Linked DNA regions of Mus musculus: all the other regions are linked to region 3. Evidence: chromatin contacts called from public ChIA-PET and promoter capture Hi-C data. All regions are on one chromosome and are shown on one strand. The core of a region is the stretch at or near the end of the contact, and the rest is flanking DNA. Distances in the headings are between cores, read along the strand shown. Region 1 holds the start of Frs3 (fibroblast growth factor receptor substrate 3). Region 2 holds the start of Xpo5 (exportin 5). Region 3 holds the start of Tbcc (tubulin-specific chaperone C). Region 4 holds the start of Gtpbp2 (GTP binding protein 2). Region 5 holds the start of Med20 (mediator complex subunit 20). Region 6 holds the start of Usp49 (ubiquitin specific peptidase 49). Region 7 holds the start of Mrps18a (mitochondrial ribosomal protein S18A).

Evidence for each region. Promoter capture Hi-C pulls out the DNA fragments that hold promoters and counts their contacts. ChIA-PET counts read pairs in DNA pulled down with a chosen protein or histone mark. Capture Hi-C pulls out chosen DNA fragments and counts their contacts.
Region 1: a contact with region 3 is called in a promoter capture Hi-C map of 3T3-L1-derived adipocytes, with 5 times the contacts expected there. The contact joins the promoter of Frs3 here to the promoter of Tbcc in region 3. A contact is called at or near these places in 11 of 39 promoter capture datasets (the 3T3-L1 cell line, 3T3-L1-derived adipocytes, cranial neural crest and 7 more), 2 of 115 datasets of contacts at active chromatin or transcription factors (bone marrow-derived macrophages and memory CD8 T cells) and 2 of 9 other capture datasets (adipose tissue and liver).
Region 2: a contact with region 3 is called in an RNA polymerase II ChIA-PET map of memory CD8 T cells, with 77 read pairs. The contact joins the promoter of Xpo5 here to the promoter of Tbcc in region 3. A contact is called at or near these places in 2 of 115 datasets of contacts at active chromatin or transcription factors (astrocytes and memory CD8 T cells).
Region 4: a promoter capture Hi-C map of pre-B cells shows a contact between it and region 3, with 4 times the contacts expected there. The contact joins the promoter of Gtpbp2 here to the promoter of Tbcc in region 3. A contact is called at or near these places in 4 of 39 promoter capture datasets (hippocampal neurons, liver and pre-B cells), 2 of 115 datasets of contacts at active chromatin or transcription factors (embryonic forebrain and pancreatic cancer cells) and 1 of 9 other capture datasets (adipose tissue).
Region 5: a promoter capture Hi-C map of liver shows a contact between it and region 3, with 2.8 times the contacts expected there. The contact joins the promoter of Med20 here to the promoter of Tbcc in region 3. A contact is called at or near these places in 11 of 39 promoter capture datasets (the 3T3-L1 cell line, the C10 cell line, the HPC-7 cell line and 7 more), 3 of 115 datasets of contacts at active chromatin or transcription factors (extraembryonic endoderm stem cells, memory CD8 T cells and pancreatic cancer cells) and 1 of 9 other capture datasets (liver).
Region 6: a promoter capture Hi-C map of hematopoietic stem and progenitor cells shows a contact between it and region 3. The contact joins the promoter of Usp49 here to the promoter of Tbcc in region 3. A contact is called at or near these places in 15 of 39 promoter capture datasets (the 3T3-L1 cell line, 3T3-L1-derived adipocytes, the C10 cell line and 10 more) and 3 of 115 datasets of contacts at active chromatin or transcription factors (extraembryonic endoderm stem cells, memory CD8 T cells and pancreatic cancer cells).
Region 7: an RNA polymerase II ChIA-PET map of memory CD8 T cells shows a contact between it and region 3, with 8 read pairs. The contact joins the promoter of Mrps18a here to the promoter of Tbcc in region 3. A contact is called at or near these places in 2 of 115 datasets of contacts at active chromatin or transcription factors (memory CD8 T cells and pancreatic cancer cells).

What each region holds. Positions count from the first base shown.
Region 1 is chr17:47,693,667-47,696,709 of GRCm38.p6, forward strand. It overlaps Frs3 (fibroblast growth factor receptor substrate 3), which reads left to right and starts at 1,541. Exons shown (of 7, transcript NM_144939.2): 1 at 1,541-1,606. It overlaps Prickle4 (prickle planar cell polarity protein 4), which reads right to left and starts at 1,070. Exons shown (of 7, transcript NM_001290337.1): 1 at 845-1,070.
Region 2 is chr17:46,201,166-46,204,171 of GRCm38.p6, forward strand. Xpo5 (exportin 5) reads left to right here and starts at 1,646. Exons shown (of 32, transcript NM_028198.3): 1 at 1,646-1,860. The coding sequence starts at 1,756. It overlaps Polh (polymerase (DNA directed), eta (RAD 30 related)), which reads right to left and starts at 1,476. Exons shown (of 11, transcript NM_030715.4): 1 at 1,232-1,476.
Region 3 is chr17:46,889,262-46,892,391 of GRCm38.p6, forward strand. It overlaps Tbcc (tubulin-specific chaperone C), which reads left to right and starts at 1,360. Exons shown (of 1, transcript NM_178385.3): 1 at 1,360-3,130. The coding sequence starts at 1,429. The coding sequence ends at 2,454. It also overlaps a transcript of Bicral not described here.
Region 4 is chr17:46,159,123-46,162,500 of GRCm38.p6, forward strand. It overlaps Gtpbp2 (GTP binding protein 2), which reads left to right and starts at 1,910. Exons shown (of 12, transcript NM_019581.3): 1 at 1,910-2,204. The coding sequence starts at 2,019.
Region 5 is chr17:47,610,236-47,613,219 of GRCm38.p6, forward strand. Med20 (mediator complex subunit 20) reads left to right here and starts at 1,350. Exons shown (of 4, transcript NM_020048.4): 1 at 1,350-1,457; 2 at 2,728-2,882. The coding sequence starts at 1,444. It overlaps Bysl (bystin-like), which reads right to left and starts at 1,257. Exons shown (of 7, transcript NM_016859.3): 1 at 672-1,257. The coding sequence starts at 936. Gm20517 (predicted gene 20517) reads left to right here and starts at 1,350. Exons shown (of 9, transcript NR_157366.1): 1 at 1,350-1,457; 2 at 2,728-2,882.
Region 6 is chr17:47,629,352-47,632,493 of GRCm38.p6, forward strand. Usp49 (ubiquitin specific peptidase 49) reads left to right here and starts at 1,339. Exons shown (of 7, transcript NM_198421.2): 1 at 1,339-1,564. All of the region lies in intron 3 of Gm20517 (predicted gene 20517), which reads left to right.
Region 7 is chr17:46,109,339-46,112,665 of GRCm38.p6, forward strand. Mrps18a (mitochondrial ribosomal protein S18A) reads left to right here and starts at 1,666. Exons shown (of 6, transcript NM_026768.3): 1 at 1,666-1,791. The coding sequence starts at 1,680.

The sequences.
Region 1 (3,043 bases), core at 291-2,790, 800 kb after region 3:
ACTAGGATGGAGTCTGACAGCAGCTGGGCTCAGGAGGACGGCCAGTAAATCACTGAGCTTTGGGGATGGGCAGCAGGCTCGGTTTATAACCATCTGAGTACCACCCAACTCCAAGCGCTCCCTCAGTCCCCCTTCCTATACCCAGTACCACCCTTCCCTATTCCCCCGCTTCCCACCCACCTGCTTCCTTCCCGTTCTGTCCCTCAGGTCAGGTTTCCTGTGGAAGGTGGCCAGAATGGACTGTCCACACTCAGGGCTAGGAACAGCCACACCCCTTAGCACCGGTTCAGCTCCATGCAACAAGTCAGGGTGTGTGTGTGTGTGTGTGTGTGTGTAGGGGGGATAGGTTCTGGGGCCCTAGAAGAGGACTTGTACCCTCTTCAGGATCAGTTCTAGTTTGCGTGGAACTGTCCAACACAGAAATAACTATCAGAAAACAGACCTCTACCCAACACCCTTGCTGTCCCCCACCCAAGGACAACCTAATTCACCTCCCGCTACCATTAGACCCCATCTTACTAACATTCTGGTTTCCTTCCATAGTTCCCTTCCTCTCTCCTCTCAGGTAAGAGCAGGCCGAACACTGGCTTCCCACCGCCCTCTCCCAGATGCAACTAGGTTCCAGGGGTCGACCTTCCCCAAACAACACCGGTCCTTGGAAGAATGAGCCTGAGAGGCACTAGAGAGCAGTAGACATGGGAAAGTGTTCCTGACACCCAGTGGAAAAGGAGTGTGGGGGGGGGGTGTGCGCTTTCACCAAGTGGCCTCTAGGTATAGCCCCCAAATTTTCCTAGAACTTGGCCGGTCCATCTGCGAGGCGGAGGGAGGCTCAATACGTGCTTACCGAGTTCGCTTGGGGTCCCTGTCTAGCTGCTGGTTTAGGAGTGGGAATCAAGAATCCGAAAGGGTCTCTGCGTGGCTAAGCACCAGCGCAGCACAGGAGAGATCTGCCGTCGGCCGCGCCCCCAAGTGGCCCTGACAAGGCGGGTGCTTCAGACCGAGGAAAGCGCTTGTGGGTCTCAGGGCAAGAAGGGCACAGGCACCGGTGGACTTGGCTACGCGATGCACGGACGCCAAGCTGCGAACTGTCCGGACTCTCCCGGCCCGGCCCGCCCCCCGGCTTAAGCCCCGCCCCCTCTGGGCCTTTACTGCCCTCCCCTTTGTCCCCAGAGATCCCTCGCCACTTCCCCTCCTGGATTCCGAGTCTTGACCAGTCTTCTCTGATCCGCTTTGCTATGGTGACTCTCTTCTGCTTGAGAGATTGCCCCTACCTCTGTCCCCGTCCCGCCCCGCCGCGCCCCCTTCTCCAGACAGGCCACGCCCCTCAGGAGTCCTAGTCGCGGGCCCCGAGCGCCCTCTGGCGTCTGCGCATGCTCTCTGTCCCCGACTGCAGCAAAGTCCTCCAAAGGGACCTTCTAGGCTGCGTGCCGGTTGCCCCGGCTCGGGTCGGTCCGCCCGCAGCGTCTCGTTGGTGCAGCCAGCGACCTCCGACCCCGCGGGCGCGGGGCGGGGCGGGGCTGGGAGGCCTTAGCTGCGGGCGGGCGGCGGCGGCTGCTGCAGCGGGACCCGGGAGCGGGGCCCGGCGCCGCCTGGGCCGCGGGGCGATGTGAGTCGGGGCGCGTCGGGGCGGGGACCAGGCGGCTCTACCGAGGCCGGGTCGTGCCGCACCGCAGTCTCGGCTTCTACCCTAGAAAGCTCCAAGCGGGCGGGCTAGCGGCGGACCCGGGAGCTGGGGGGGCGGGGATCCAGGCTGGGAGCGCGGCCGCGACCTCCGCGTTCCGTCTGGGTATCTAGAAAACCTCCGGTTACCAGTTCTGCTTTTCGCTCCCCAGACCCCACCCTCTTCTCCCCCTAGTTACACCTTCGGGTCTTCGGGATCCCGCAGAACCCCCTCACTTACGCTCCCAACCCTCTGAACCGCCCACAGTCACATCGTTCTCTGCTCAATGGCCCAAAGGCTTCTGCAACCCTGAAATTCCTCAGCCTTTGCATGCTTTTTGCAGCCCATCTTCTCCCAAGGCTTCGTATACATTTTCAGATCTCATACCTCCATCTAGTGCCTGTACCCAACCCTACCTACTTCAGACAGCCTCCCCATCCCACCCAGTATAATCCCCTTTCGATGGGTCATCTGATAATGTGTTTGATATCGCAAAGAAAAAGAGGGGTGTCGGAAAGATGCAATCCCTCTCCCATCTTGCATCCAGTAGCTCTTGACTTCACACCCCTTCCCAACTCCCTGTTGATAGTTTAAACCCCCATGTTTTTTCCAGTGTCTACCTTTAGCCTGCGCACATTTCCTTCAGCCTGCTTCCTCCTTCCAAAGAATAAGCCAAACCAAGAGTGGGCTTCTTTTTCCACACCTAAGAGGTGTGGAAGGATGCAGGACTCGGGGGACCCTGGGAAGTACTGTTTTCCTGGAACAGGAAGGTGGGATTTCAAGGGTTTTCTTCAGAGTCCTGTTTTGTGGATTCATCTACCTAGGTCTCAGCTAATCTGAAATTTTGCCTCTTATTATAGTTGGACCTTTCTGACACTAGGGTCAGAAAGTCTGTCCAGCATTCAAATGTGAAATGCTTTATAGCTACTTCTTTTTTTTTTAAGATTTATTTATTTATTTCATGTATTTGGGTATACTGTCGCTGTCTTCAGACACACCAGAAGACGGCATTGAATGCCCATTACAGATGGTTGTGAGCCACCATGTGGTTGCTGGGAATTGAACTCAGGACCTCTGGAAGAGCAGCCAGTGCTCTTAAGTGCAGAGCCATCTCTCCAGCCCTGTATCTACGTCTAGAAACTACCTCAACTAGAACTCCCATAGTTGACAGATGTTTCCTCAAAAACAAACAAACAAAACAAAACCAAACCCTAGGGGCAGGAGTAGAGATGGTGGAGGGAGAATGATGAGCCCCCTACCCCAGGTATCATAGCAGCAAAGCAATCTAAAATGCTGGTTTCCAGAGTCCTAAGCTGGCACTCTTGCTGAGCTAGCACAGTGATACTGTTCTTCTGAGAAAGCAAGCTTTTTATAGGGTTAAAA
Region 2 (3,006 bases), core at 396-2,895, 690 kb before region 3:
CAACTATGAATAGATCCGACCTGTGAGGACTACTTTGTGATGTTTAGTGATTTTCTATTTGTGCAATTTCTTTTTTTGTTTTCAAGAATGGTTCTGAATGCCATGTAGTCCAAATCGGCCTCAAAACTTGCTCTGCATCCAAGGATGAGCCCCGAGCTGCTTGCTCCTCCCACCAAACGCTGAGATGACGCAGACAGTCTTAAAGGCTCTCGAGACAATTCCAATGTGCAGTAGCTTTGCATACCAATGGCCTATCACAAATAATACTTTACAGAAACACAGGAAATTCATGATTTAAATACAAGAAACAGGTTATACAGATGAGTGAGCTAGCACCCAACTGTAACTTTAAACAGTTATTTTTCAAATAAACAATCACATTGAAAACAGTGCCAAGCAACTACTACTACAAAGCTGCAAAATTACTGTAAAGAAAATAATTAAGAAGATACTGAATGTTCAAAGCATTAACACCTTACAAATCTCGCCCCTCACCTAAAACAAAATGATCGTACGTTTAGAAACCTTTTACACTTAAGTCAGGCGTCCTTGTGCTCTGGCGTGGCTTTTCTGTAGTACTGGAACAGATAAAGCTAGAAGGTGGCAAATGTATTGTCGCAATCAATACAGGATAAGTACCATATTCAATATAAATATCAGAGGTAAAACTGGAAGCGAAGCTGTGATTTAAGGGCAACAATTTACTAAGTGGAAAAACACCTCCTAAAACATATGCAGGATAAGAGATGATACAGCCTTAAGTCTTTTATGTGTTCCTTTCGTACTTTTATGTATTGGCAAAGTCTGCACAATGCCAAAACGTAAAAGACTACGTAAATTTGGGATGGGTTTTGTTTCGTGAGGCAGGGTCTCACTTTGCAGCTCAGTCTGGCCTCAAACTGGAAGCAATCCTCCTGCCTCAGCCTCCCAGAGGTATAGTTGGGATGCGTTTTCCAACATCTCAGTTCATCCCATTCTGTACAAAAGCACGTTTGGGAGTCGGTCGTGTAGTAAGACGCACGAGAAAATATGGACCAGTGAAGAGGAAGGTTTAAAAATTACAAGAAAAACTCTTTCTACAAGAAAACTCTCCTTAGAGACACTCTTAGAGCCTTCTCTCCCAGTAAGCATGCTTTTCATTTCGGCCCAGTCACCCCCAAGTAAAAGCGACAGCCAAGGCTTCAAAAGCCATCCGATATAGCGATCCCGAGCCGTGTTTTAATGTCCTTACCAAGGCGACACCTGTCAAAACTGCCAAGAGCGAAGCTGCGGGCTCCGGGCGGAGTCCAATGACAGCGTCTAGATGTCGTCGTCGCCTTCCCAGGAGCAAGTGAGTGTAATCTGATAACACAGATCCGAGTAGGTAGCCCTAGGCTCCCGCCGAGCCAACAGCCCTTCCAGCCTGCAGGTTTACGCCCCACAGCAAGCCCAGAGGAAATTTGGAGTTCAGCACCGCGCGCGCCGCGAGGGACGGTTGACGCGCCTGCGCACCGCGGAACTTCCGTTCCCCAGCCCCGCCCCGCCAGGCGCGGCCGTCACCCGAAGCGGCCACTTCCGCGCGCGCATGCGCCGTGGCGGCTCCGGCGCATGCGCAGCGCTGGGTTCTTCCCAGCTCCAACTTCTGGGACTCACGCTCCTCCCTCCCGTTTCCCCACCCCCAGCCCGCCGCGGCCCGGTATCAACGTGTGGTCCCGCCAGGGGAACTGTGCGTAACCTCGTGCTCCCGGGACGCCGGTGGGGTTCCCGGCTCTAGCCATGGAGATGGAGCAAGTGAACGCGCTGTGCGAGGAGCTAGTGAAAGCGGTGACGGTCATGATGGACCCCAGCTCTACCCAGCGCTACCGGCTGGAAGCCCTCAAGGTAGCTGGGGTCCTGGCGGCCTGGGCCTGCCCCGAGAACCCTATCCCAGGCTTCCCTCACGGCCTCTCCAAACTCAGTTTGTCTCCTGCCTATGCGGCCTTTGATCTTCCCACTGCCCGTGGGGAGGGTGGCTTCTGGTCGCGGCCCTCACCTCCTCCCACTTGAGTCTTTTCTTGCCTGCGCGCTTGCCTTTGCATCACACGCAAGGGTCCCTAACTGTTGCACATCTCCTCGCCATGTCTCAGTGGCTTTTTTGCCCACTCCTCACTTCTCTTCACTCTAGATCACACCGCGGTCTCCACCCACGCAGGCTGTGCCGGCTCTGACGCCGGGGCAAACCCCACATTCCCTGGCGTTCCGGGAGCGCACGTGCAAATTCCTGCCCCAGTGCCACCTTCATTCTTCCCTGCTGATCACTCCAGACTTGTGCTGATTCTAGATCCCCGTGTGTCCATTTTCTTACATCCTTACATACCTCTATCTTTCGAGTCTTGGCCATCTCTGGGCTAATTTGTGACGCTCCTTCCTCGTTTATACCTGTGAGATAGTCTCCGGCTGTTTTTGCGCGAAGACGAGCTTTACCACCGGCTTTGCATTTATTTGCACCGGGGCACTTTGGTTTCCTGGAAGTAATTCTCTTGCGTCCCGGGTGCTCTCTGCGCCAGGGTCTAGTTCAGCTTTTGCTATTTGGGAACGCTAATACCTTCAACAGAGCTTCTCTCTATTAGAGTAAGCGCCAACATATAGATGTATGTGGCACAGGATTTGGAATCAAACAACTCTGTTTGCTTTGTCTTTGATTGTGAAGAATTTTACATAGGCAAAGAAACAGAGCACCAGAGTGATCCCGAATAGGCCTGTGACCTAAACTCAGATGATACACAGATTTGCTTGTTCACTGACTCCTCCTGGCACCCTTAGTTTTGAAAGCTAATTCTAGGGGTTGACATTCAACTTGTATGGGTATATCTCTAGCATTTTTTTTTGTACTCTCTTAGATCCAGTTTAGTATTAACATGACTAATATCTAAATGGAGAGTGTCAGTATTACTAATCTAGATTTTCGCATCTTAAAAATACAGCTAAAAGGACAGCAGGTAACCCCTGCTACTGGGAAGACTAAGGCAGGGGATACAAAGTCAGGCA
Region 3 (3,130 bases), core at 110-2,609:
TTAATGCCAACTTAATTGAATGGCTCTCGTTTCCTCCCATCTTTATCTGCAGGAAAACGCAGGCATATTGGTAAATTTTCAAATGAGTATTTTGGGCAGTTAAAAAAATCCCAATTAAAAGAACAAAAATGGAGGTTGGCAACAAGGGCGGAGATGGGGCTGAAACCGAGAACTGTATGGGCCACCGAGTCCAGAAGGCACGGTGGCTGAAGGCAGCACGCGAGGATGCCACCCGAGTCCTCGGCGGCCGCCGCCTTGGGCTTCTGCCAGGGACTGCACGGTCTTGGCTGCCCACTCGCACCTCGGGTTGGTCTGGACTTTAGGCTAGGCTCGTTCACTTCCGGTGACAAATCCCTCCCACCACCTCTAGAAATAATGTACCGTTTCCCCATCGCCTTCCTAAAGACCGCCGGCCCTATAGGGAGAAGCGAGGCGCTCCGGCTGAGGGTCTTAGCCCCGCGCGGCCAGCGGTTGCCAGCTGCGCAGGGAGTGGCTGCCACCGCGTCAGGGAGCAAGACGGTGGGGGTGGCATGTCATCCTCCCCCGCCCCCCCTCCGACTGCAGCAATTGGCCATTAAAAAAAATAATCTGTTTTTAGACTCCCCCAGGAACCCCGGAGCCCGCTCCAGCGAGGAACCCAGTCTTTCCCATAGCGGTGATTTGCGCTTTCTTCCCGCCCCAGTAACTGCCCACGGGGACCCAGACGCCCCCAGGCCGCGCCGAGCTGCAGTGGATGGGGGAGGGCAGGAAGGATGAGGGTTACCGGGGCGGCAGGGACCGGCTGAGCAAAGAGGTGATGGAAGGGAAAAGGGAAAGGGAAAAAAAAAGAGAGAGAGAGAAAGAAAGAAAAAAACCCAGAGGCATGCAAGCGGTTCCCTGGCCAGCTGTTCCAGCTGCAGCTTCCTCCGACGCGGTCCGGGAGGTGCAATAACCCCCCCCTCCATCTTTCTCGCACTACCTGTCCCCCACAACACCACAAGCACAGATTCCTCCCCACCACCCTGCAGCAGATCTCCGGCCTGTAAGGGGGTAGCAGGGAGGAGCTGGGGGGAGGGGGAGGCCTGCGAGTTTCTAACCTTGTTCTTATAAACAAACCCACATGTGCAGCTGCCGCTGCTGCAACTCACCCCACAATCCCGGATATAAGTCCTGCCCCTTTAAGAAGAAAAAAAAAAAAAAAAAAAAAGCTTCACCCGACTGCCTCCCACCCCACCCATCCACCAGGACCTTTGTCTCCCCACCCCCTCCTGTCAGCCGGCCCCGCCCTCCTTCCCGCCCCTCCAACGCGAAGAAACCAATAGGCGAGGAGAATATGGAGGGAGCTGACGTCACCGCAGCTGGCCAATCACAGCGCGCGTTGGTGGGAGGCCTCGCGCGGAGAGCGAGCGCTCGGAGGCAAGGCGGCGGGGGAGGAAGCCTGGAGTCAAGATGGAGGGTGTGGACTGCTCCATGGCTCTGGCCGACGCTGCCGCTGGCTCCCCGCGGGACCTGAGCCTGGTGCCCGAGCGACTTCAGAGGCGCGAACAGGAGAGGCAGATAGAGGTGGAGAGACGCAAGCAGAAGCGGCAGGACCAGGAGGTGGAGGAGGAGAAGAGCGGCTTCTTCGCCGCCGCCTTCGCCCGGGAGCGCGCAGCGGTCGAGGAGCTGCTGCGGGGCGAGGCGTCGGCGGAGCGGCTGGAAGAGGCGGCCAACCGGCTCCAGGGCCTGCGGAAGCTCCTGAACGACTCGGTGCTCTTCCTCGCCGCCTACGACCTGCGGCAGGGCCAGGCGGCGTTGGCGCAGCTGCAGGCTGTCCTAACGGAACGTCGCCAGGAGTTGCAGCCCAAGAAGCGCTTCGCCTTCAAGGCACGGAAGAAGGATGCTGCGGGGACCGCCCAGGTAGACGCCGCACCCGTCGCCTCGGCGGCCCCTTCTCCACCGGTGACCAAGGAGGAGGAGGGAGCTCCCGGGGCCAGCTGGGCCTGTGGCTTCTCCAACCTGGAGTCCCAAGACCTGGAGAAGAGAGCTGAAGAGCTGCACCAGCGCGACGTCCTTTTGAGCGACCTGACCAACTGCACTGTCAAACTGTGTGGCAATCCCAACACCTTGCGGCTTGCGAAGGCCCGCGGCTGCAAGGTGCTCTGCGGCCCAGTGACCACCTCTGTGTTTCTGGAGGATTGTCGAGATTGCGTCCTGGCTGTGGCTTGCCAGCAGCTCCGTGTGCACACTACCAAAGACACGCGCGTCTTCTTGCAAGTGACCAGCAGGGCTATCGTGGAGGACTGCAGCGGCATCCAGTTTGCCCCTTACACCTGGAGCTACCCGGGGATCGACAAGGACTTCCAGGACTCCGGTTTAGATAGGAGCAAAAATAACTGGGACCAGGTTGATGATTTCAACTGGCTGGCCCGAAACGTGGCCTCCCCAAACTGGAGTATTCTTCCTGAAGAGGAGAGAGACATCCAGTGGGATTGAGCACTGGCCACACTCAGTGTGATGTCCCATTCGGTTTACCTGATATTGTCTTATGTTTGCGGTGATAGGGGTTAGAAATTGTTGAAACTCCCCTCCTGTGAGTCCTATTAAATTCATAGCAGTGTAACAGACTTTTGCTGGTTTGGCCTTCCCCTGCCTCCCTTTGAGTATGACAGCGTGAAGAATTAGGGGGAGAATGGAGGAGCTTTGAGGGATTTGCTGTTCTTACCGTTGATCACAGGGAGTGATAAAGTGGGTCTTCAATAAATAATAAGGATGTCCGGAGAATTCCATTAGCGGACGGTTTAAATGGAAGAAGTAGGCCCATAAAAGCTCCATTAACGGCTGTTTTCCTCCCACTAAAGGTTTGTTCTGTGTCTTTTTCAGCAAGGCTATGAAGACTCCTTCCTGAACCTCTGGAATCCAGTGTTGTGTTAGGGCTGAAGTTTTGAATGGCCTCCAAGAGGTGTAGGAGCCAGCTAGCTGTAAGACTGAAACGGTTAAAGTGGCCAGCTCCCCTCCCTCCGTCTTCCTTGTCGAGACATGGGGTCACTATACACCACTGGAACTCACAGAGATGCCCCTGTCTCTACCTCTAAGCATCTGCACCACACCCTGCTCATGTTTCTTTTCCCTCAAGAGCTACAAGGCCATTTCTATTCTCACCATGTTCATG
Region 4 (3,378 bases), core at 660-3,159, 730 kb before region 3:
CAAAGGTACTAGATGTAAAAGCAAGTGACTCACTACAAGCCAGGAAAAATATTTGCATGTGATGTGTATATAAGCACACACTATATACATCCTATAGGCAGCCACCTCGTAAACAACCTGTCTAGGAAACTGGCCACTTATACCACCTCCACTCCCCAGGACCCTGGTCTCCCAGCAGGCATCCTGTGGCCTCTCTCCTCTGCCAGCCCTCACTTCTCTCTGTAGGTAGGCCAGGCTGTTCAAGAATGGGTTATATCATGCCCCACCCTTTCTTAAAGGAAGGTATCCATTAAGGAGAATTGGCTGGGATGGAATTGTGTGTTAAAGGGTGACTGCTGGAAGATCCGTGGATATTTAAAAAATAGTTATCAGTTGAGTGCAGTGGTTTCTGGCTGGTGAGAGAACCCGGCCTGTTTGTGGTGATAATGTGTGGGTGGGGTGGGGATGTCTCTTCCTTTCTATTCCCATCCTTTGAGATGTCTCACTGAATTCTCTAGTCTCCATCTCTAAAAACTTTTTTTTCCTGGCAATCCTGGTCTTAAGCATACAGGATAGCATACAGAAAAGACACCTACTTTCCTTTACTGAAGACCCAGGTAAATGGCTGATCTGCAAGGCTTTTCAACTTTTGGTTCTTTTGGTATATAGCTGGTGTGGAAACTATCCAATGTGGACAGCGACTGCATGCTCAATAGACTCGTCTCCTTCGATGTGGAACTGTGCAGAAGTTATGGACTCAACCAGGTCTGAACTCCTTCAGAGTACACCAGAGGTAAGTGCTCCTACCGTACCGTGGAGAACTTTCAAACTCTGTTCTATTTCTTGGCTATGTGTGAACACCTGGTTGTTTGTGAAGAGAGGGGAATGGACGTACTGTGAGTCATGAGATAGCCACGGCGCTGGAATTTGAACCCTGGCGTCCTGACTCTGTGCCCAGCAATTCTGCTTCTCCATTCTGAGCCTTTGGTGCCCCGTATACTGGTTTATGTCGCTCTGAGAGTTCTGAAGGACAGGAGAGACAGCTTGGCTAGAAAGACAAATCAGCAATCCCCTGGCGTCCTAGGACAAGTTCTATTCCTGGCTACTTTCCCCGCCCCCTGGTGGTTGACGTAACTGGAACCCCAGCTCCGCCCCAAGTAGGGGCCAGGCCCCTCCTCCGGACAAGTTTTAAACCAAATTCTGTTTTCCGGGATTGGCTAAACTTCAAAACAAAGGGGAGGAGAGATACTTGCAGTAGGCACCCTCCAAACCTTAGGCAGCTGGCTGCTTTATGGGTCCTGGACACGTGTCTGGCCACTGCGGTGCCTGGGGCTGCTAAAACCAACCCCCGGATTGTGCCACCCAAGTAATAAAACAGTGACTATATTGCAAGGGTGGCATAATCATCGTCACAATAACAGCTCTAATTATGCTATAACTACCATCTGCCTCCGCCCTAGCTTTTGCCCTGACTCACTCGACAGCACTCCAGCCGTCAGGAAAGAAACTGAGGCAGAGGTGGAGCCAGCAGGCTGTCAGATCCAACCTCCCCGATTTTTAACTTGTTGTCTGGGGTCAGCGCCGAAAGGTCAAACCCAGTTCAATTCTGATATAAGCCCTTCACCTCCGGTTACTGTCCCTAATCTCAGGCCACAAAGCCTTCCTACTGCCCCTAGAAGAGAAGCCGCTGGCAGTACGGGAAACTGGGTGCCGACTACAACTCCCCTTAGTCTTTGCGCTCAAGGCGCGCTTGCTGCCCTCGCCCCCGAAGCCACCTGTGACTCTCGCATAGCGATGCCTCTTGGGAATTGTAGTTCGAACTCGCATTCTTTAGCACTAAATCTCATAGCTGCGGACTCAGTATCCCTTGATGCCCTGCGGCTTTTTCTGACGCGACTAGGAGGACAGGGAAGGCAGGGGCGTGGCCTACAGTGGGCCACACCCCGCTCTCCTCCGGCTGGCCCGACTCGGCGGTGGCAGTAGGGGCGGCGGCAGTGGCGGGGGGGAGGGGTCGGGCGGGGGGCTGGTGGCAGCGGCGGATGGACTCGCGGGTATCGGAGCTGTTCGGCGGCTGCTGCCGGCCCGGAGGAGGCCCGGCCATGGGTGGAAACCTCAAAGCTCGGGGGGCCGGCGGTAGCAGCAGTTGCGGGGGCCCAAAGGGGAAGAAGAAGAACGGAAGGAACAGAGGAGGTAAAGCCAACAACCCTCCGTACCTGCCCCCAGAGGTGAGCACCTGAAAAGTGGCGGAGCCATGGGGAACTACTCTTCCGGTCCCCGAGACTCCAAGGAGGCGGGAGAGAGAAAATCAATCCCCCTTTCCGGTGTCAAGACCCAAGGGAGGAAGGACCGGGGAAGAGAACCCCTCCTCCTGTTCCAAGACCCCTACAAAGCGGGATCGTCAAGACTGGACGATCCTTTTCAGTGTCAGGACCTCGGGAAGGGACTGCCCCTTTCACCTCCATAACCTTTGGATTAGTGGGAACCGGGGATCCTTTCCTCTTGAGAAGAGCAGAGGATGTCTGAACCCCTACTTACTCTGGGAGTGGGGAAGGAACACTGTACTGGGAAAAGAGGGCAGGCAGAGTAACCAACGTTTTTCTAAACTTAATCCACAGGGAGAAGGGGAGTAGCCGGGACAAGAGCAATGTGTTCCTTCCCTATTCTTCAGTACCCACACACATTAAACCAGAGAACAGTTAGACGTAGCCCTCTGCCCTTTCCTTGTCCTGTGGGGCTGTGGACACAGAGAAGAGTCCGCACGAACCCGCTCTGGGAGTCCTCAAGGCAGAGAAGACTACTTTCCTTCCTCTTAAAATAGGAGAACCCAGTCGGGAGCTAGTGGGCTCGCCTTTAAGTCCCATCACTCTGGAGAGATGGCTCAGCGATTAAGAGCACTGTCTGTTCTTCCAAAGGACCCCCAGTTCAGTTCCCAGCACCCACATAGCTGCTCACAACGGTCTGCAACTCCAGTTCCAGGAAGTCTGATGCCCTCACACACATACATGCAGACAGAACACCAATGCACGTAAAATAAAAATAATGTAAAAAAAAAAAAAATCCCATCACTTGGGAGTCAGAGGCAGGGGGATCTCTGAGTTCAAGGCCAGCCTGGTCTACAGAGCAAGTTACAGGATAGCCATGGCTCCACAAAGAAACCTTGTTTTGAAAAACAAAGATGGGAGAACCCAAGGTGGGAAGAGCTTCAATGGGTGATTATGACTTTTAAGTGTGCACCAGAGTGATTCAGGTTGCTGTTCCTGCTCATAGAATTCTGATTCAGTGGGTGAGAGACGGGCCTGATTGTTTGGCATTTCTTACAAGCTAATGTTGTGGTCTTAGCACCACAATGGTCTTTGAGAACCATTGGCCAAGATTATCTTTCTACCATCTTTATAGTCA
Region 5 (2,984 bases), core at 100-2,599, 720 kb after region 3:
GAAGGACATGAAATCTGGGATACCCACCATGTAGAATTAATGTTCATCTGCTTTTTTGTTTAAATAGAAATATCATCACTTTTTTCCTCTCTCTTGAGAGACAGGGCTCGTTAATCTGAAATTTACTATATAGCCAAGAAGGTCTTCTGCCTTGCTTCTCGAGTGCTGGGATTACAGGTGAGCCTCGCCACTCCTGCTTGGAATATGTAACTCTATTTAATGGGTGCCTTGAGCTAGACTTCCGGTGTTATCAGGAGGAACGAATATCTTATTTCTGTATCAAAACTGCCTAAAAACTTAACACAGCTCAAAACATTATGCAGGCAGTCCACAAATACTTCAAACGCCCAGAGGATAAATAAATAAATGCTAGACCACCAGGTGGTGGTGGTACCCGCCTTTACTTGGGAGGCAGAGGCAGGCAGCTTTATGAGTTCGAGGCCAGCCTGGTCTACAAAGTGAGTTCCAGGACAGCCAGGGCTATACAGAGAAACCCTGTCTCGAAAAAAACCTAAAATAAAATAATGCTAGAACTGGTGTGAGAGATCACTTTTCGTTGGCTTAACTCTGAATTCTGGAATTCAGGAGTGGAAGTGGAGGAACACGCCGGTAAAGTATTCTGATGGGGTGTCAGACCGGCCCAACTCACGACTCCACCCCTTGTCACTCACCCAGCCGCGTGGCGCGCTCTCGCGGTGGTGCTGACCGATCACCAGCCCCATGGTCAGTTTCGAGCTCCTCCTGCTGTTGTCTGGCTTGCTGCAAAATCCGTCTGCTTAGCCGGGGTCCCACATACTCTTCCTCCTCTTCGACCTCACGCCCCCGCCGTTTTTCTCGGGTCCCCGCGCGCACTGCGTTCCCAGCCAGGATCTGCTCGGCCAGAGGTGCATGCTTCTCCCGATTGCTGGCCCCACGTGTCACCTTGAATTTGGGCATTTTGGCCGAAAAAATTGCCCACCAGGTTCACACGTGTGAAGCCGGCTAAAAAGCCGATACTGCGCTTGCGCTGTGTGTTCCGATCGCCAAGAGGCCACTGAGAGATCACAGTGCCCCCCAGCGTTAGGAGGCCGGAAGTTCCTCATCTATTACTCTCAGGAAGAGCTTCGGGACCTATAGCAGGAGCCCCCAAATTCTCAGGTAATCTCATTAGAAAGGTGGATGTCCAAGTCACCCTTTTCCAGAATTCATGAAAGTAGCCTAGGGCGTCCTGTCAACCCGTTGGACGCCTTGGGGGCGGAGCCGAGTCGATGACGTTCTAGAAATGTCACCACTGGGTACCAGAGATGGCGCTCCCTGTGGGCGTGTCGCCGCGGCGCTCAGTATTTGCGCATTTCCGGCGGTCGATCAACGACTGCTTCCTGTGTTTAGGGGGCCGCCGTTCGCGTGAAGGTCTGGAGTCTCTGAGTTCGAGGGTTTGGAGGCGCCACCTTTTGATCCTTCGCTATGGGAGTGACGTGGTAGGACTTGAAGGGCTTCTGTGGTGACGGAGCATATAGGGTCGTGAAGGTGTCTGTGGGCCTGTGATGGCCCGGGGAAAGGGATTTTGACCGAGGTTCTCGGTTCCTCGGGGGGCTGACCAAGATGTCTTCCGGTTGTGTGGATGGGGGACACTGCGTGGGACTTCTCTCTTCCCAGACACACCCCTTTGGCAAAGGGAGCAGCGCATCCCTAGGACCCGCCAGGAGTTGTACCTTTTTCTTGGTACCTCTTCCTGTCCTTGAGGCCTTGTAGTGTCGCTACTAGCACCCAAAGGTTAGAAATAGGGTTTCTAGATTAGGAGTTGTTCGCAGAAAGGGATAAGAGTGGCGCGAGGAGAAAGTGACTTTTCTATTTTGCTTGCAGTTACAGACTTTGAATTGGCCATTTTAAGGTGTTGGGGCTAGTGACAGAGGTAGGAGGAAAGGAGCGGTTGGGAGTTTGGAGTTCGGAGTACCAGGCAGAGACAATTTTTCGAGCTGGGTGTCTCACTGTGTAGGCTTGGGAGGCCCGGAACTCACTCTGTAGAACAGGCTGGACTCGAATTCACAGAGATCCACCTGCCTCTCTCTGCCTCTCAAGCGCACGGATGAAACGGACGCGAGCCACCATCGCCTGGGCTTCAGACAGTTTTGATTGACTTTTATCTTAAACATGTTTGAAGTCTCACTTGATAAAAAGGCAGTTGGTAAGGTTTGGGCACCGTGCTTTTCTGGGTATTAATTTTAAAGTACTCGGCCTCAGCACTTAAAAGTCTTGGTAGTGGTGTGCTTCTTTCCAGTTAAAGAAGCTTGGAGGCCAGGGGCCACAGGTCTGCCCTGTGAAAGGAAGGCTCTTGCCACAGTTGACACTAGGAGCCTCATCTCATACTTCTACCCTACTGTAAAGAATGCCTGTGAGCAATGAAGACAGATCACAGCAGAGTCATTTAGAGTTCAGTTTCCCTGTTTGCAGTAAGTTGATACAGGACAGGGCCTTTCCTGGGGCCTTTGGAAGAGTCAGGCAATCCATCTGAGGGCTGATGCCTTTGATTCCAACATTTGGGAGGCAGAGTCAGGCAAGTTTCTGTGAATTCCAGGCCAGCCTGGTCTACCAAGTGAGTTCCAGGAACTCTTGGGGACTGATGGGTGGGGATCAGAGATGTCTAAGTAACTCCTAGCCCTGCTGATCCGTTACCTGTTGGGGAATTGAGTGGCTTAGCCAGAAGCTCTGTGTCTCTGGACCCTGCTGACTTGGCGTTGTGTTTCTCAGTGTGTCCCAGATGCCTGTGGCTGAGGGCAAGAGTCTCCAGCAGACAGTGGAGCTCCTCACCAAGAAACTGGAGATGCTTGGAGCAGAGAAACAAGGGACATTTTGTGTGGACTGTGAGACTTACCACACAGCTGCCTCTACCCTGGGCAGCCAAGGTCAGTAGATGGCTGAGAGCAGATGGGAGGAGCATGGCTTAGAGTATTTACGTTAATGGATCTGCTTGCTTTTCTGTCAAGGGTAGCGGTCCTGACTGAGGC
Region 6 (3,142 bases), core at 89-2,588, 740 kb after region 3:
ACTCGCGCCGCGCCGCGCCGCGTCTTAGCCTCTCACACCGGCCCGCCACAGCCGCTGACCCGAAACTTGGTGCCCACGGCACAAACCTGCGTAAAGGGCGCGGGGCCCCAGGTCGCGGCCGGGAAGGTGCGCCGTTGGCGCATTGCGGGACCTGGGGGCGGGGCTCTGACAGGCGGGCCAATGGGCGATAAGGGGCGTGGTCCGCCTGCTCGTCTTGCGCCCGGGTGACAGCTCGCGCGTGCTGATGATGGCGGTAAATAGAGAGGGGAGGGAGCTGGGAAGGGGGCGGAGGGCCGGCGGAGCGGCCGAGGGGGCGGCCCGGGGGGCGTGAGGGGCCGCAGTGGCTGGGAGTTCGCGCAGATATTCGGAGGCGGGGACACGCGGCCCGGGCATGCCGGCCCTCCCCTTTTAAAGGAAAGGGAAAAAAAAAAAAATCCCCTCACACACCCGGTGAGGGGCGACAAAGGCGGCGTGCGCCTAGCGGGCGGGAGGAGCGGCGGCAGGGGGCGGGACCGCGACGCCGGCGGGCCCCGGGCGCCCGGGGCGGGGACGGCGGGCGGCGACAGCGAAGGCGCGAGTCCCGGCGCGCGGACGCTGCGTTTTGGCGGGGTGGGCGACGTCTGGGTTGTGAGGTGAAAGGTTTGAAGGGAGAGAGGGGAAGGCAGGCTGGGGCGGGGACGGAAGGGTTTGCTGAGTAGGAGATGAAGAGGATTAGGAGAGAAAGGGTTAGAAGCCGGAGAGTGGAGTGAGAAAGAAACCCAGGCTGGCCCCGGGATGAGGTTAGGAAGCCCGGGGCTGGGAAGAGGGATCCGGGGTCAGGGCTAGGAGCAGGGGTCTGGAAGAGGCAAGGCTTGGCAGGTGGGAGGTGTTGGGCCAGGGCCAGAAGAGTTGCAAGTGGAAGACAAGGAAGGAGCAGAGCCGGGGTAGTAGTTGGGAGTGGAGGAGAGTGATTAAGAGCCAGACGTGACAAGGGTGTGAACTAGTGCAGAGCTGGGGATGAGCTGAAGGGCTGGGAGCCGCTGGGGTGGGATCGACAAGGTGTGGGTCAGTAGCTGGTGAGGGGTGTAAATTCTGTAAAGTGAGGGAGACAGGAGACCTGGATCACAACCAGGTGGAATCAAGAATCGGACGTTAGTGGAAGGGCTAACGGGAAGCGAGCTGAGAGCTGGGCGTTAATAGGACAGTTCTGGGAGAAAAAGAAACAACGCTGAAAGGACGCTAGAAGCGGGGTGGAAGGAATGATGGTGAGCTGGGAAACTGGAGAATTGCTTGTCGAGGAGGTTCAGCAAGGTAAAGATAGTGGAGTCAAAAGATTGGCCGAAAGGCAACCCGAGGAGATGGGCCCTGGGAATTAAAGGATGGAATGGGGAGTGGGGAAAGAGAAAGGAGATTAAGGCAAGCTAGGGAAGTCCTGGTGGGTATAGAACTGGGGTGGGCTGCACAGGAGTGGGAAACGAATGTTTTGCCCTGAAGTGCCCCAGAAGGTCTGGAAGGGGCAGGGCACAAACGCTGTAGTGAAGGATCTGAAGTAGAGAGCCTTTGGTGCAGAAGATAAGGAACCATGGTGAGTGAAAGGGGACCTAGAAACAGGGGGAAAAGACTGAGAAGTGGGGGACCAGATGGGGGTGCAGCATAGGAGTTCTTTGTTAAGAGAAATGTGTATTGAATTTGTGAGTCCTTTTGTCCCTAATAGTAGGAAATTCCAGAAACCTTTTTCTCTCTTCAAGGAGTCTTGGATCCAGTTTCCATCTTTCGCCTGAAAATCCACTTTCATGTCCACTTTGAAAAGATGAGACCCATTTTTACTTGATTTTGTTCTTGTGGGATAGAAAAATTGGCAGCCTTGGGTGCTGAAAACCTCTTGGTTTCACTAATGTTGTGCTAAAGGGTAAATGAATTGTGTTTATTTACAATGTGCCTGTGGGATGTGGTAGTTGGGGTGGGTGGAGGAGCTGTTTTAGAGCTAACGACGCTGGCCAGGGCCAGGGCATCTCATTGAAGAGTACACCGTTGGGGAGAGAAAGACATGGTTCATTTGGTTTTTATTAATCAGACAGATTTCTGCCTAATTGTTTTCAGCAACTGAAGAATATGGAGAGAGAGAGAGAGAGAGAGAGAGAGAGAGAGAGAGAGAGAGAGAGAGAGAAAGAGAAATAACTAACCAGGGAAGTTTACTGAGCAGGAGTCTGAAGTCACTGCTCTAAGGGCGTTGAGTTCGTATGCTGCTTGCAGCTTTGTGTGGAACATTTTTCATGGGGTAATTTCTCCCCAGATCTTCAGACAGTGATGGAGAAAGGTTGACTGCAGAGCTGAGGAGAGTTTTAGAGCTGTGAACTCATCTTTTAGATTGCATAATGGCTTTATGAGTACCTTTTATGAAAAAACTTCTGTAAGATAAGATTGCAGTCCCTCTGCCTGTTGTATTGTATGATTGTGAATAGGAAGGGCATATTAATATTCTTTAGAACCCTTTGATTTGTAAGGCACATTTTTAATGAAAATAATTACATTTATTTGTATGTATGTGGAGCAGTTATGGAAGTCAGAGGACAACTTGTGGAAGTTGGCTCTTTCTTCGCATCATTTATGTACCGAGGATTGAACTCAGATAGTCAGGCTTGGCAGCAAGCTCTTTTACCCAATAAGCCATCTCTCTGGCACTATAAGACCATTTTGGAAATTAAAGGGAAGATGAGAATTTGGGGACAAATTTAAACTTATTCTTTATTGGTAGTGTGCTTTAGTGATTTTTCATTCTGAAGTGATTATATTTAATTAAGACAATTAATGAGTATTTTCTTCATATTTAATAATGTGAAAAGTAAAGTATAATTTCTTTTGGGGGGACAGGGGTACAAACTATTCTTGAATTGTTTTTAAATTTTATGTGTATGGGTGCTTTGCCTGCATGTATGTCTGTATACCACAGGCATGCCTGGTGTCTGCAGAGGGGCACTGCAGAAGCTGGAGTCAGATTCCCCAGGAACTAGAGTGACAGACGTTTGTGAGCTGTGTGGGGGTGCTAGGAATGTAGTGTGTGTCTTCTGAGAAGAGCAGCCAAGGGCTCTTACCAACTGAGCCATCTCTCCAGTCTTGTTCTCAAGGTTATTTCCTTGAGAACAACTACAACTACATTCAGATA
Region 7 (3,327 bases), core at 416-2,915, 780 kb before region 3:
AAAATATCATTTACCATTTTCTTCATTCATTCATTCATTCGTTCGTTCGTTTTAGAAACTGTCTTTTTCCTCTAGCTTCTTGCCATTTGATTTAAGCAGAACAGCCCAGAAACACTCAGTTCAGTTCCAGCCCATTCAGTGGCCTGAGCAGTGGGAACCCAGTGCTGGCCGGGCTCTCCAGCCTTCAGTAGGAAACTGCTGGACAGGCACAAGGAGGACATGCACACCCCTCAGTCTGCCACCTCTGGTGGAGCAGCAGTGAACCCAGGAGCCAGGGTGACCCATACATCCTTCAGTTCCTCCTTTCCACAGCCTTTTCATTGGCTGCGTGCTCTTTCTTCTATGTCTCGTCAGGGTCTCTGTAGGGGGAGAGATCAGGCATGACCGCCCATGGATGCTCACACAAGGTGTACATCCATGGGAAGAACTTAATGGGTCAGAATCCACTACATCACCCCCAACTGAGTGAGCTCCCTTTTATGATGCATGGGCTAACTGATTGTTTCCAGCTGAAAGGCCACATCTCTCAGCTTCCCTTTCAGACTACGAAGTCATTTCTACTCCTGTAAGGGGCTGTTGCCCATCTTCCCTTGCTGAGAATAAGCATTGTCCCTGCTAAGGACAAACTGAGCCTCTCTTTCTGTCTCTCTACAGCTGCCTTTAAATAACCTAGCATAATGGTGGTGCAGCAACCCGGGCTTTGACACCAAATGTTAGATCTCTTAGGCAGTGTAGGGAGACAGAAGACCGAAAAAGAGGCTAAAGCCTTTTCTCCGCAGAGAGGTCTGTTCATTCCAAAACAGTGAAGGACAAAAGAGGTGCCAATGTGGGAAACGCTGGCAGTGACTCTTTATAGGGGGGGAGGGGGGAGCGGTGTTGTTTCCATTCATAAAGAACTAGGGATGCCCTGGGCTTCCCAGGATGCAGCCACAAGGGTGACTAGGGTGGCCCAGCTTCGCATTCCTCTCTGCACTGGCGGACTGACCAAAGTCATTTGTAGGAATCCTGTCTCCTGACCAAAGCATTCTATAATTCCAAACCCTGCAAGAAATCAGGGAAGTGTATATAAACACAAAGATTGAAAGTGTGTATAAGGGGCTGGAGAGATGGCTCAGCGGTTAAGAGCACCAACCACTCTTCCGAAGGTCCTGAGTTCAAATCCCAGCAACCACATGGTGGCTCACAACCATCTGTAATGAGATCTGACGCCCTCTTCTGGGGTGTCTGAAGACAGCTACAGTGTAATTAGATATAATAATATCTTTGGGCAGGAGAGCAAGCAATGATGGCTCACAACCATCTGTACAGCTACAGTGTACTCATATACATTAAATAACTAGCTAACTAACTAAATAAATAAATCTTTTAGAAAAGAAAAGAAAGTGTGTATTAGCAACAAAGATCGGCAGGTGGGAGGGGTGGTCAACTGTATTCCACCTCTGATGCTGAGGGCCAGAGTCCTTACCATCCCAATCTGTCCTGACAGGTCTAGCCTCAGTCACAAAAGCTGCCCAGCAGGAAGAAAAACTAAGGAAACCGGGTGGCGTGTAATTTACAGACAGAGGAGGTGACAGAAACAGAAGGGATCGGTGACCACGAGAAACCCTCCCGCCGCACAGCGGCTGCGCACACCCCTGCTCCGGAAGCGGAAGTGCACACGCGGTCAGGTGCGTTCCAAGATGGCGGCCCTCAGGGCTCTGGTGTCAGGCTGCGGGCGGCAGCTCCAAGCGTTCCTGGCAGGCCCCGCTGCCACTGGCTGGTTATGGCTTCCAGCTCGCGGGTTGAGAGAAGGTGAGTCCCAGGACCCAGCGACCCCCGGGACTTGAGGAGAGCGTCGTGACACTTCAGCCAGCCGCGATGTGCCCCTCCCTCTCAGCGACTCTGAGACCCGGGAGGTGCGATCCCCCGCGGGCCGCTTAAAGGCTTTACAGACGCTGGCGGGGTGGCTTCACCTCCCGGTTCTCAGTGTCTTCCGAAAGTCAAGGAGAACTGAGAGAAAGACCTGGTCGTTTAAAGATCAAAGAGAAGAATGTCTCAGAGTTCAGAAAAGCTATAAAGGCTGAGTGTTAATTCTCCCATCATTTTCCAAATCGCCTCCTCCTTGGTTAAAGCATGCCGCCAAGCCCACCTTATCAATTCTTCTCTGAAAAATGTGTGATTAAATGGTCACTTTCTCTGCCTAAGCTACGGACTTGTAAGATAGCAGCCAAAGTGCAATGGCAGTTGAACAACTAAGACTTGCTAAATGTTAGGTCTGCATTTCATTAATATTAAATCTGGAAAGGTAACCAGATTCTAGCATCATCTGAGACCTTACTGAAGGTCAAACGCTGTGAGTCTAGCTGTAAAAGGACTGTAAAGGGAAAAAGCACGGCTTCCTTGGGTTCTAACGAGCTATGTATACATCCCCACCAATAAACGGAAGTTATCCGTTTGCATGAAAAAGTACAGTAAGATTCTGTAACCAGAAATAGCAAAGTCAGTTTGAAATTTTCATAAAGAGGATGCTCTTGAACAGGCTCGTAAAAGGATGGAGTTTGGCAGAGTGAAAAGGTCTTTCTGGATATAGTCTTTTCTGTATTCTGTGAGAAGCAGGAAAGGATAAGTGATGTAGATAAAGAAATGATGCGGGAAGGGACTTGTCTTTAAAATTGGCCAACCAGGGAATATTAGTTAAAACTGAGAAATAAGTTGGGCGTGGTGGCTCACAACTTTAATCCCAGCACTCGGGAGGCAGAGGCAGGCAGATTTCTGAGTTTGAGGCCAGCCTGGTCTACAGAGTGAGTTGACAACCAGGGCTATACAGAGAAACCTTGTCTCGAAAAACCAAAAAAAAAAAAAAAAAAAAAAAAGAATGGCAGATAGATAAACTGGGCAGTGGTAGCACCCCTTTAATCCCAGGAGACAGAGGCAGGCAGATTAAGTTCAAGGCCAGCCTGGCCTACAGAGCGAGTTCTAGGAGAGTTCTAGGACAGTTAGGGCTACATAGAGATAACCTGTCTTGAAGATAGAAGAAGGAGAAGGAGAAAGAAGGAAGAAGGATGAGGAGGAAGAAGAAGAAGGAAAAAAGAAGAAAGAGTGGCCAATAAGGGATTCAGTTCAGGGGAATCAAGAGATAATTAAGGGGGCATTTGTGTGTGTGTGTGTGTGTGTGTGTGTGTGTCAGATTAACTCATCAAGAAGGTCACCAGTGAGATCTTGTGGATGGCAGAGTGGACTCGGATACAGTGTTTCAACTGTCCCCAGGCTGCAACATGGGGCTTAAGCTCATAATGTTTTTGAGGGTAACTGACCTGTCAGATACTAACAGCTCCAAATTGCATATCC